Linked DNA regions of Sus scrofa: all the other regions are linked to region 1. Evidence: chromatin contacts called from public Hi-C and HiChIP or PLAC-seq data. All regions are on one chromosome and are shown on one strand. Each heading gives the region's core, a stretch centred on a gene start, on an enhancer-like site or on the middle of the called end of the contact. The rest is flanking DNA. Distances are from core to core; before and after follow the strand shown. Region 1 holds the start of UBE2J1 (ubiquitin conjugating enzyme E2 J1). Region 2 holds the start of RNGTT (mRNA-capping enzyme). Region 3 holds the start of LYRM2 (LYR motif-containing protein 2). Region 4 overlaps ANKRD6 (ankyrin repeat domain-containing protein 6).

What was found. Hi-C and Micro-C count contacts between places; a contact is called where the count stands out from the background. HiChIP or PLAC-seq counts read pairs in DNA pulled down with a chosen protein or histone mark.
Region 2: a contact with region 1 is called in a Hi-C map of skeletal muscle, with 6 times the contacts expected there. The contact joins the promoter of RNGTT here to the promoter of UBE2J1 in region 1. A contact is called at or near these places in 2 of 5 promoter capture datasets (fetal liver and liver), 17 of 47 Hi-C or Micro-C datasets (alveolar macrophages, blood, brain and 10 more) and 2 of 2 datasets of contacts at active chromatin or transcription factors (alveolar macrophages and skeletal muscle).
Region 3: a contact with region 1 is called in an H3K27ac HiChIP or PLAC-seq map of alveolar macrophages. The contact joins the promoter of LYRM2 here to the promoter of UBE2J1 in region 1. A contact is called at or near these places in 1 of 5 promoter capture datasets (fetal liver), 3 of 47 Hi-C or Micro-C datasets (embryonic fibroblasts, mesenchymal stem cells and skeletal muscle) and 2 of 2 datasets of contacts at active chromatin or transcription factors (alveolar macrophages and skeletal muscle).
Region 4: an H3K27ac HiChIP or PLAC-seq map of skeletal muscle shows a contact between it and region 1. The contact joins the enhancer-like site here to the promoter of UBE2J1 in region 1. A contact is called at or near these places in 2 of 5 promoter capture datasets (fetal liver and liver), 7 of 47 Hi-C or Micro-C datasets (embryonic fibroblasts, heart right ventricle, liver and 1 more) and 1 of 2 datasets of contacts at active chromatin or transcription factors (skeletal muscle).

What each region holds. Positions count from the first base shown.
Region 1 is chr1:57,362,994-57,365,546 of Sscrofa11.1, reverse strand. UBE2J1 (ubiquitin conjugating enzyme E2 J1) reads left to right here and starts at 1,284. Exons shown (of 8, transcript NM_001077219.1): 1 at 1,284-1,314. The coding sequence starts at 1,284.
Region 2 is chr1:57,060,716-57,063,268 of Sscrofa11.1, reverse strand. It overlaps RNGTT (mRNA-capping enzyme), which reads left to right and starts at 1,284. Exons shown (of 16, transcript XM_021089928.1): 1 at 1,284-1,564. The coding sequence starts at 1,501.
Region 3 is chr1:57,653,606-57,656,158 of Sscrofa11.1, reverse strand. LYRM2 (LYR motif-containing protein 2) reads left to right here and starts at 1,264. Exons shown (of 3, transcript XM_003121299.4): 1 at 1,264-1,379; 2 at 2,032-2,172. The coding sequence starts at 1,335.
Region 4 is chr1:57,632,428-57,634,980 of Sscrofa11.1, reverse strand. ANKRD6 (ankyrin repeat domain-containing protein 6) reads right to left here. Exons shown (of 16, transcript XM_021089998.1): 11 at 1,302-1,436; 12 at 785-970; 13 at 163-315. Among named protein-coding and RNA genes, the nearest start is that of LYRM2, 21 kb to the left of the region's middle. Within about 2 kb of position 1,275, at least 5 of the 83 cell types and tissues checked have an H3K27ac peak or open chromatin away from gene starts, as enhancers often do. A contact at or near this core is called in skeletal muscle, where this site is marked.

The sequences.
Region 1 (2,553 bases), core at 35-2,534:
TTTTCTATTTTTACATAGCAAAGCTTAACCAACCTGATTAACCCTCTTCAACCCCACCTGAAATTCTTTCCTTCCCTTTTATCCTCAGCACTATCCCAATTCTCCCTCTTTTTTTTTTTAGGGTCTGCATTCCTGGTATATGGAAATTCCCAGGCTAGGGGGTCCAGTCCGACTTGCAGCTGTGGGCTTAGGCCACAGCCAGCCGATATTCCGGGTCCTTAACCCATTGAGCAAGGCCAGGGATTGAACCCGCACCCTCACGGATACTAGTCGGGTTCTTAACCCGCTGAGCCACAACGAACTCCCCTCTCTTTTTCTACCTCTTTGCTCCTCTAAGCCTTCAGGACCCACAGTCCTGTCCTCTTTTTCTCCATTCCACTCTACAGTGAAGCCCGAAGTGTTTTTCCTCTGAAGTTAAACTTTTCTTATTTACATGGTTCCCCCAAATTCAATTCTTAAAAAAAAAAAAAAAAAAAAAAAAACCCAAATATTTAAGTGCCTTGCTTCTAAGCACATTTGTCTGGGGGAAAAAAATTGTTAAAAACCCTCCTCAATCCCTTATCACTGGATTTTCCCTTCCCTACTTTAACTGTTTCCACTCCAAACAGCTACTGATCTAAAACGCACTCGGCGGGGTGCAAGAGGACCTGGGAGCCGCGGGCGGCTCTGAACGGGGTCTCCAGGGCCCGGGCCCACACCTCCCGCCACCAGGAGGACCAGGACGCTTCCGGCCGTGCCTGAGCCCCGCGACTTCCTGGGGACCCTGGATGGGCCGGGCGGAAGGTCGACCTCCGGAGGGCCCGGGCGAGAGGAAGACCTGGGCGCCGCCCGCTCTCGCAGATCCCGGAGCCGGCTTCGCAGGGCCGGCGGAGTGACCAGCGGCCGCGCGACCGACTGCCACGAAGCGACTGCCACGTCAGGGTAACTTCACAAAACCCAGGCGAGGGCGGGTGACGCAGGACGGGCGGCCGCGGCGGGGGTGGGCCCGCGGCCAGGCGAGTAGGCTGACCTCCAGCCCGCGCCCGGCTTCAGCGACACCCGGGCCGGCGCTGGCGCCCGCCCGACCCTCAGGGAGGCGGGGGAGCAGCGGAGGAGGCGGAGCCCGCGCCCCGCCCGCGCCCTCCTACCCCGGCCGCAGTCCCCGCCAGGGCTGGGCGGCATCCGCGGAGGCTCCTCGGCCAGGCCGGGTCTGCTGGAGCCGCGCTGACACCCCGGCGGCGGCGGCGCGCAGAGGCAGCGGCGGGCGGCAGGCTGGGAGACCGGAGCCGGGCCAGCGACCTGCCATGGAGACTCGCTACAACCTGAAGAGCCCAGGTGAGCGGAGCTGCGGGCGGGTTGCGGCGCCGCACGGGGCGGGAGGGAGGAGTGACCGGGATCCCGGGCCCCGCGCCGCGGTCTCGTCCGGTCAGCCGCCGCTCGCGGCTCAGCTCCGGGTTTCGCGCTCTACGCGAGGCCGCCGCCTGCCGGGGTGGTGCAGGCCGCGGAGCCAGGCGATCGGGCGGGCATCGGCTGCGAAACCTGCGGACTGCCCGCCGCACCCCGACTGCCCTTCCCTCCATTTCGTTGCGTAGAGCTGGGTTATCCGTTCGGCGCTGAGAACAGGTGTAAAGGTGATGTCTGGGGTAATAGTTAACAGCCTCTTGCCCTACCTGCGCCCGGGACACCGCCTTTAGCCCTTCTTCGTCGCCGCCACCGGACTTTTATTAGCTGTTTGATTCACTCTCCTTTGAGGATTTAGTTTAAATGTTCTGTTTGCAGGATTTGGGGTGAATAGAATGAAGGAAGTGTTCTGGACCAAACCAGTTAACCAAAAAGCTAAGAAAACTAGTAGAGCTAACCATGATTTTTGCCATCCTGACGAGTATGATATATGTCCATATTCAGACATAAAAACTTCCTTTCCTGTATTTAATGCCCCTGTGTCACTCACGGAAGCAGCCAAACAATTCCAGCCTCCACTTCTTTACTAGTGTATTATAAAGATGCACGAAAAGTAACCAGCTCTCTCAGATTAAGACAGGCTTGGAACAAATCTTTGGATTCTATAAAATGGTATTTATTCTTTCCGTACCTTGATAAATGTGTTAGGAGGAGAAACTCTACACTTCAGTTGTAAGTGATAATCCTAGAACATTAGAGATGGTTTGACCAACTCTTGCTGCTCACTTTTTTCCCCTTCCAAAGAAGCAGCTTAGTAAGAATCAGCAAGATTAGCGTGCCCCTGGAAAGAGTATTTTGAGTCCTTGATTTTTTAAAAATATCTTAAAAACATGCAAAGCCTCCAGAAAAGCCGGAGAATACTGGCTGAATAGAGCTTTGTTAACCTGAGTGCTGTCAGACTAAGAAACGTTCTTAGGTAACCAAGTGTTGTAGAATAGGTCATAACATTTTTGGGGGCGGGGCATAGACACATTTAAAAATCTGGCGAAGGCTATTTATAGATTCACTTTCTGTGAATTCATGACCCCTGCCCCCAGCCCATCTCTTAAGAACACCAGAAAAAAGAGGCAGAGGTGGATCAAAGAGAAAGAGGGAAAGAAAAGTTTAATTTTA
Region 2 (2,553 bases), core at 35-2,534, 300 kb after region 1:
AGGGAAAGTGAGGTATTTTCCCAGGACCAGGCTCACCTTTTCCATCCTTGGAGATTTGGGGAATCAAACATTGCACCACTCTGGGCTTGGTACCAACTCTGTCCTGCCAGCAGAAGATAGAACAGGGCATCATCTGGGCAGATTGCTGCTCTGTAAGGAAACAGGCTTATCTGGTCCTGTCGGCAGAGGAATGATGTTTTTTCCCCAAAGATCTCAGCAGATGTAACCACAGCACAGATCGCCAGGATGACCTAACTCAGGCTCTCTCAGAGAGACAGCCATTGGGCCCTCTCTATTTACTGGGAGGATTCTGATCTTACTGAGATCGTCCAGGCATTCAAGGGCTGAACTGTTGGGCCAGTTTCCCATCGACGCTTTATGATGCCTTCTCCCAAACCTCAAGCTCTTGCAGGTCAGATATAGCACAGGTACTTAAAACCAAACTGCTGAGTTATAACTTGCCAGCATCCAGCTTCATATGTAATACTTTAACTAAATTAGTCTGGTAACTTGCTAATGGACATAGTTTATAAAGCGCCTCCAGTCACCCGTGTTTAACTCGAAGGGAGAGACAGTTTGGTAAAGCAGAGAACACCGCCATGTAGTGGTACTCTGCTCTCCGATTCCTGCCTTTGCCAATTATACACATTAGTAATTTTGAGACATGGACCCTCTGAGACTCCCAAATATGATATAAAATTTTCTCTAGAAATGTACAGACAAAACTCATAAAAAATGTTTTGGGATTAATTTCAGATGTTTCATGGATCCCTAGAAGTACTCTGAAAAAAAGAAACTCATTTCCGATGCTCCAGTCTCTCGCCCTTAGAATTTCTCTAAAGCTGGTTTCCCTAATCCACGGCAGAAAGAACTTTCCAAATTCCCATTCAAACTCAGATTCTGTCGGGACGCCAAATTTGACCGAGGAATGGCGATCAGGCCCTTGAGCTATGACAACAGAGGAAAGGCCCCTTTCTTAGTAAAACGGATGCATTTATGAAATCTGCGGACCAGTCTACGTGTGGAAAGAGGCTTGGTTTCACGATTTCTGGAGTCTCCATTTGCTGCCTAGAAAGGAAAATAAGAGTCGCCCTGCGGGACTCCAAACTGTGGCAGCAGCGCATGCGTGGAACCACCCTAAGAAAGGGGCTGGGATGGGACCCGCGCGGGGCGGGTCGAAGGAAGACCGCCCCTTTAGTTCTGGGCGTTAACTCCTTCCCACCCCTCCCCCGAGCTGTCTCTCTTCACCTCTGACCTCGGAAAGAAGTGGGTGGGGCCTTTGGGGGCGGAAGTAGCGGTGCATTGTGGGTTAGTCTAGAGTTGAGCGGAATGAAAGTGGCGCGCGGTCGCTGACAGTAGCCCGGGTCGGGGCTGCTCGGGTTCGGACGCTGGCCGGGATTCGGGTGCCTCGGACCTCGGGTGCAGAGCGAACCGCGAGGAGGCGGCGGCGGAGGCGCGGCGAGCGTTGGTGGAGGGGGCGGCTGTGCGCGGCCCCAAGACATGGCTCACAACAAGATCCCGCCGCGGTGGCTGAACTGTCCACGGCGAGGCCAGCCGGTAGCAGGTAAGCGGGACGGGGGGGTGGCGTTCGAGTGCCTGAGCACCCGCGGGTCCATGGGTGGGCTGAGGGGGCGCAGCTTGCGATAGTTCAGTGTCTGGTGGTGGTGTTTCAGGACCGAGATGTGCTCGGTCCGATGAAGCTTCGTGGATGAGTGTTTGGGAACCTGGACCGGAGCAAGTGGGGGCACTTGTCAATATCCAGTAAGGCTGAGTGTTGCCATCGGGAAGGTAGATAGGGGGTTTGTGTGGCAGGAGCTGAGGACTAAAGAACTCAGTGGGCAATACTTTTCAGCTTAGGAGTTTGTGAAAGGTTCTCGGAAGGGGAGGGGACAAGTGTCAGTTTTGAGATGAAGGAGGTTGCTAAAGAGGAGGAGGAGGGGCAGTTTTTAAGCGGTGAAATTGATCTACACTGAGACTGGAGGTTTGTTTTTGTTTTGTTTTGATTTTTTTTTAACATGACTCACGTTGAGGGCTTTTTCATCTTTGACTTTGACACAACAGACTTTAAATTTAAAGCCTGATAAATTTTGACTTCCACGCGCGCAGGTACACACACACCCTGTGAATCACAATCAAGGTAGTAAACACATTCAGCACCTTTTATGGTTTCCTCCTGCGTTTTGTGATCTCCCCCGCGCCCTCAACCAGTGATCTGCTTTCTGTCGCGGTAGATTTAGTTTGCATTTTGTATGCTCTTTTTTGGGGGGGGGGAATCCTCTGTTTTCTTTCACTCAGCATTACTGTTTTGAGATTTATGCATGTTCTGGTATGTATCAATAGTTCGCTCTTTTTATTTCTTAGTATTCTGTTGTTATGAATACAGATTAGTTTATCCATTTACTTTTTGATGGTCCTTTGGGTTGTTTCCAGTTTTTGACAGTTGCAGACTAATTTGCTGTGAACATTCACCTACCTTTCTTTGTATGCACATGTGCTTTCATTTCCCCTGTGTAAATTTTTAGGAGAGCAATGCATCATATGGTATGTGTGCAT
Region 3 (2,553 bases), core at 15-2,514, 290 kb before region 1:
TACAGAGGTTCTCAGGCTAGGAGTTGAATTGGAGCTGCAGCTGCCGGCCTGCACCACAGCCACAGCAACCCCAGATCCGAACCATGTCTTCGGCTTACACCTCACGGCAAGGCCAGATCCTTAACCCACTGAGCAAGGCCAGGGATTGAATTGCAGCCGCATGGATACTAGTATGGTTACCGCTGAACCAAAATGGGAATTCCATAATTCTATTTTTAAAAGTAGGAAGGATTCACTAACCCCACTTGCAGTTAATATAACCTAAGAGTCTATAGAGTGTGCTGAGGGGAGGCTAAAACAAGTACAGGGAAATAAAATCTTAAGGTATAGGGATATTCAGTTCCTTGTTATTTGGGATACAAAAATTCATAAAACTGCAATGGGGCAAGCATTGTTTTTTTGGTCTTTTTGCCTTTTCTAGGGCCACTTCCTGTGGCATATGGAGGTTCCCAGACTAGGGGTCTAATCGGAACTGTAGCCACCGGCCTGAGCCAGGGCCACAGCAACGCGGGATCCGAGCCGCGTCTGCGGCCTACACCACAGCTCACGGCAATGCTGGATCATTAACCCACTGAGCAAGGGCAGGGACCGAACCCGCAACCTCATGGTTCCTAGTCCGATTCGTTAATCACTGCACCACGACCGGAACTCCTGGGGCAAGCATGTAAAGACTTGTTAACTAATTACTATTACTACGACTACAGTGCCCAGAAAAAGGCTCGAAAAAGAACAGGATGAAAACTAGAAAAAAGAAAGAGCAAGACGCTAAATTTAAGAGAAATTGGTATTTTATATTTTACTGTATATATATATATATATATATATATATTTTTTTTTTTTTTTGCTTTTTAGGGCTACACCTGCAGCATATGGAAGTTCCCAGACTAGGGGTCAAATCGGAACTACAACTGCCAGCCTATGCCACAGCCACAGTAACGCGGGATCCAAGCAGGGTCTGCAACCCACATCAGAGTTCACGGCTTAGTATTCTAAATTATATATACTAAATCTTAAAAGGAATACAGTCGTTTCTCCCCTCACTTCCCAAAACCTTAACTTAAACTTCTTAACCACATGCCAGGATCTGTGCTAAATACCTTGCTACTATTTCATTCTCATAACAATCTGAAAAAACTGTTGTTTCACGGATGAGAAAACTTGGCTGATAACTACTTGACTACAAACCCTTGGCCTTCAGAGAGACCGCGGGGCTCTCCAGGCCTAGGCACAAGCTGCAGGCCGTCTCCCAGGAAACCGAGCTCGCCCCGCCCCCTCACTGCCTCACGTCCGCTCCTGCGCGCTGGGGCCCTGGAGAACCAAGCTGACTGGAGGACATGGCCACTTCTCGCTTACCCCCAGCGACGCTAACGCTAAAACAGGTACCAGCTGTTCTCGCCGGCCTCTTAGGGCAGCTTTCCGGTGAGCCGAGCTAAGCTCGATTCTCCACGCTCCCAGAACCCAGTCTACAGAGTGGGCCTCTGGACGACCAGGCGGGTGACCCTAGCGCGCCGCACTCTGATTGGCACGGGCATGGGGGCGGGGCTTCGAGCCGCGCAGCCAACAGGAAGCGCAGGGGGGCGGGGCGACCCTTCAGTCCCTGATTTGGGAGGCAGGTCAGGCTTTGTGTTTCTGTGCCCCGACACCTCAGCTGCCCAGCGGCCACGGTAAAGACTATTCTGCCTGTTCTGAGCTTTGGGAAGGAGCAGATGCGGTTACCAAGGGATTTTTAACTACTTCCTTAATTTAGGAAAATTATTCTTGCAGTGGTTACAGTTTCTAGGAGACTGGTAGCCCTTTTCTGCCCAGTGGGCAGCTTTCGAGGTTAAGGGTTCTTATGTTTGACAAAGGAGCAAGCAAACAGACCAGATAAACTTACTGCTGCTGTTTTCTTAAAGGGGGGGGGTTGTTTTTCTTTGCCCCTTTTAAAACTGAGGACCAAAGCGAAGTCATCCAGTAAGTTTGGTTTGCTAAAGTAAAGCCCTCGGCTGTGGACGGTGCAGCTCTAATTGCCATTTCTACTCTCCTGACCAGTTCATGAGAAGGCAGCAAGTTCTCCTCCTCTACAGAAGGATTTTGCAAGCAATTCGGCAAGTTCCAAATGATTCTGATCGCAGATACCTGAAGGACTGGGCAAGGGAAGAATTCAAAAGAAACAAAAATGCCACCGAAGAGGTGAGACCAAGATGATAGTGAGGGAGGGCCCTGGCCCTTTTGTATTGATTAGTGAGTTTTTTAAAAAAGTCTAGTAGATATCTTGGACTTTATCACTGAGATGGTGTATCTTGATTATTGTTCTTAATACTACTTATTTTTCACTTTCTTAAAAGAAATTTTAACTTTTACAAACTTTGCTGAATCTACACTCCACAGTATCATCACCCGACTTTTCTGGTAAACTAACTGCACACACACAGGAAAAGATAAAAATTAGAGCATGATGATTTGGGAAGTACATCAGGGGTGTATGAAGGAACGGCACACCTGTGAACTGAAGTTTGGCGCTTGCCGTCAGCCTCTACATGGATTAAATTATGCAGCTGCCAACCCATAGTA
Region 4 (2,553 bases), core at 26-2,525, 270 kb before region 1:
AATCACATGAAAGATTTAAAGAAATCACATCACAGGCCTCCTCTCCTCCCTGACAGCCCGCCCGACATGCTCAGGTAGCGTGTGCAGAACAGGAGTGTGTGCTGAGGTTTCTGATTTCATTTTCTGCCAAGACAGCCCACGGTGAGGACAGTGACCTCTTACCTGGTGCTGGGTCTTACTCTCCATATGCCCCAGCTTGGTGTTCATTTTATCCTGAACTGACACCAGCTCTGCTTTGATCTCCTCCACAGTTGCCTCCAGCTGATTCTCCAGCTTGTTGATTAGGGGTTCACATCGACAACCATTTATCGGCGCCTAAGCGGGAAGCCAAAAAGCAATCAGTCCACCAAGTTCATTCCTTCTGCAAATATGTGTTCAGTACCCACCGTGTGCTGGTCAGCAGACCCGGGGGACACACGTGTGGAGGAGACCCATCCCAGTCGTCCAAGATTCTGGACCATCCTAGAGGCCAAACTTTGGTCCGGTGGGTGCTAAGAGGATTCAGAGACGCTAACATCCAGTCCTCAAGCTGCTTTTATCTACTCTTGGGCCTCAAGATCATCTAGTCACCACAGGTGGTGCAGAAAGCTTTGTAACAACATCTCTGCTGGCCTGGCCTAAATGGCAGGAGGGTACCTGCACTGTTTAGGTGGGGAGGGCCAGCTGGTTCATCTGTAAAGCACATGCCTTCTGTAGTCAAAGTGGAGGTTAGCCCACAGGGGCCATGTCGCACAGACACCTCACTTACGCCCACAGTCCTGCCCTGACAGGGCCGGGCAGGTACCTGCATCACTTTGCCGTCCTTGCCCCGGTACAGCGTGTAGAGCTGGTATGCTCTGAACTCATGCGGAGGAGGTGGGGGCGAACAGCGACGCCTGGGCCTCTTTTTAGGGTGACTGTGAGTGTGTGTGTTCTTCTGCTGTCCGGGCTGCTGGTCTGCTGGTGGGGTGGGGTCAGAAAATGCCGACACCTGTGGGAGACAAGGAGACTGCCACCCTGAGCACTGTGACATCAGCAAGGCTGAAGCCCAGCCAGCGGGTCCCCCCTCGCCCGCTTTGCAGTGAAGAACCCCGCCTTACTAATAAGCTCACGGCTTTCTACTCCAGGTACCAGGCATCAAAAGAGGTGTATCAGCACGCTAACCTCGTGCCTGCAGCTGGCCACGCCCAACTCTGCTCCGGCTCCAAACCAGCAAGCCAGCCAAGGGAAGTGGCTCTTTAGCTGCTGGGCATGACACTATCACGGGGCTCTTGGCCAACCCGCCTCTCCGCCCTCTTGGCTGCTCTCACGTGCCTCCTGACCTTGGGCCTGGACTTTCTCTGCCTGCAGTCCTTGGCTCTGGGTTCCGGGGAGGCGGACAGGCAATCTTCTTTGGCCTCTTCTTTTCTGGGTGCAGCCTGTTCACTGCTATGGGTGTCTCCTGCTGAGACACTTCCCTACAGAGAAAAAAAAGCCCAGAAACCTCTTCTACTTGACCCCTCAGCCTTCTTCAATAATAGCATAAAACTTCCAAGACTCTATCCACTAAAGGACCCCCTGGGAATATTTGCCAGTGACAAATTTCAGACACAGGGAGCACTGCTTGGTGGTCTTAACTGAACACGTGTGCTTTCCCAAGTAAGTTGATTATCTGGCTTTTACTTTATTTATTAAGTGCCAACTAGACATAGCCTTGGGTCTAATTCTATGTTTAAGAACTTCAGGAACCTACCACACACAAAACACCTCAGCGTTTACGATTTTTAGTCTTCTGCATTTCCAAAAAAATCCCCAACCCCATTTATTCTTTGAGCTTGGACCCTCATAATTCATAGAGGAGAGTGAGAACCCTCTGAAATGAGAAAACATCACGTGTCTGGTCCTTGTGAGAACTTTTACAAATTAATTTGTACAATTCACACACAGGAACTTAATCAGAGTTATGAGGTCTTAACCCTGGAAACTGATAAGATTTTCAAACGGACATAAAAGTTGCCAAACGTTATCTCTATATCCTAGTCTTCTTCCTCCTGGGAGAGCTAAAAGGTATGGTATGGTTCCTTCCAGGGCTGCCATGTACAGTTGTGCAAGATGTTCACTGCACAAAGGCACCTACCCAAAGACATGAGCAGGGCAGAAGGAGCTAAAGTCCAACCTGGGCTCTATGCAAGTCCTGGGCTGGTCTGCCCAGGAGGCATCTTCTTCTCATTTGCACTGAGGAGCCATATGGGCTAGCATAGCCTCAGTTTACTCCCTCATTGGAAAGAGAGGTGGCAAGCTATGCCAGCGGTGTTCCAACTTCCATCCCCATTGAAATTACCTGGGAGGCTTGTTCAAACAGACTGCTGGGCCCCACCCCAGAGTTTCTGATCCAGTGGGTCTGGGGTAAGGCCCCCAAATCTGCATTTCTAACAAGGTTCTAAGTAACACAGTGGATCCACCCCTTGAAAACCACTGCTCTACACGAAGAAGGCGCGGTGGCAGAGAAGCAGGGCTGTCCACATGGAAGTGACAAGGCCACAGGTGCAGGGGACTTGTAAATACAGCTGCACGGGGTGCTGGAAGAGAGGTGGC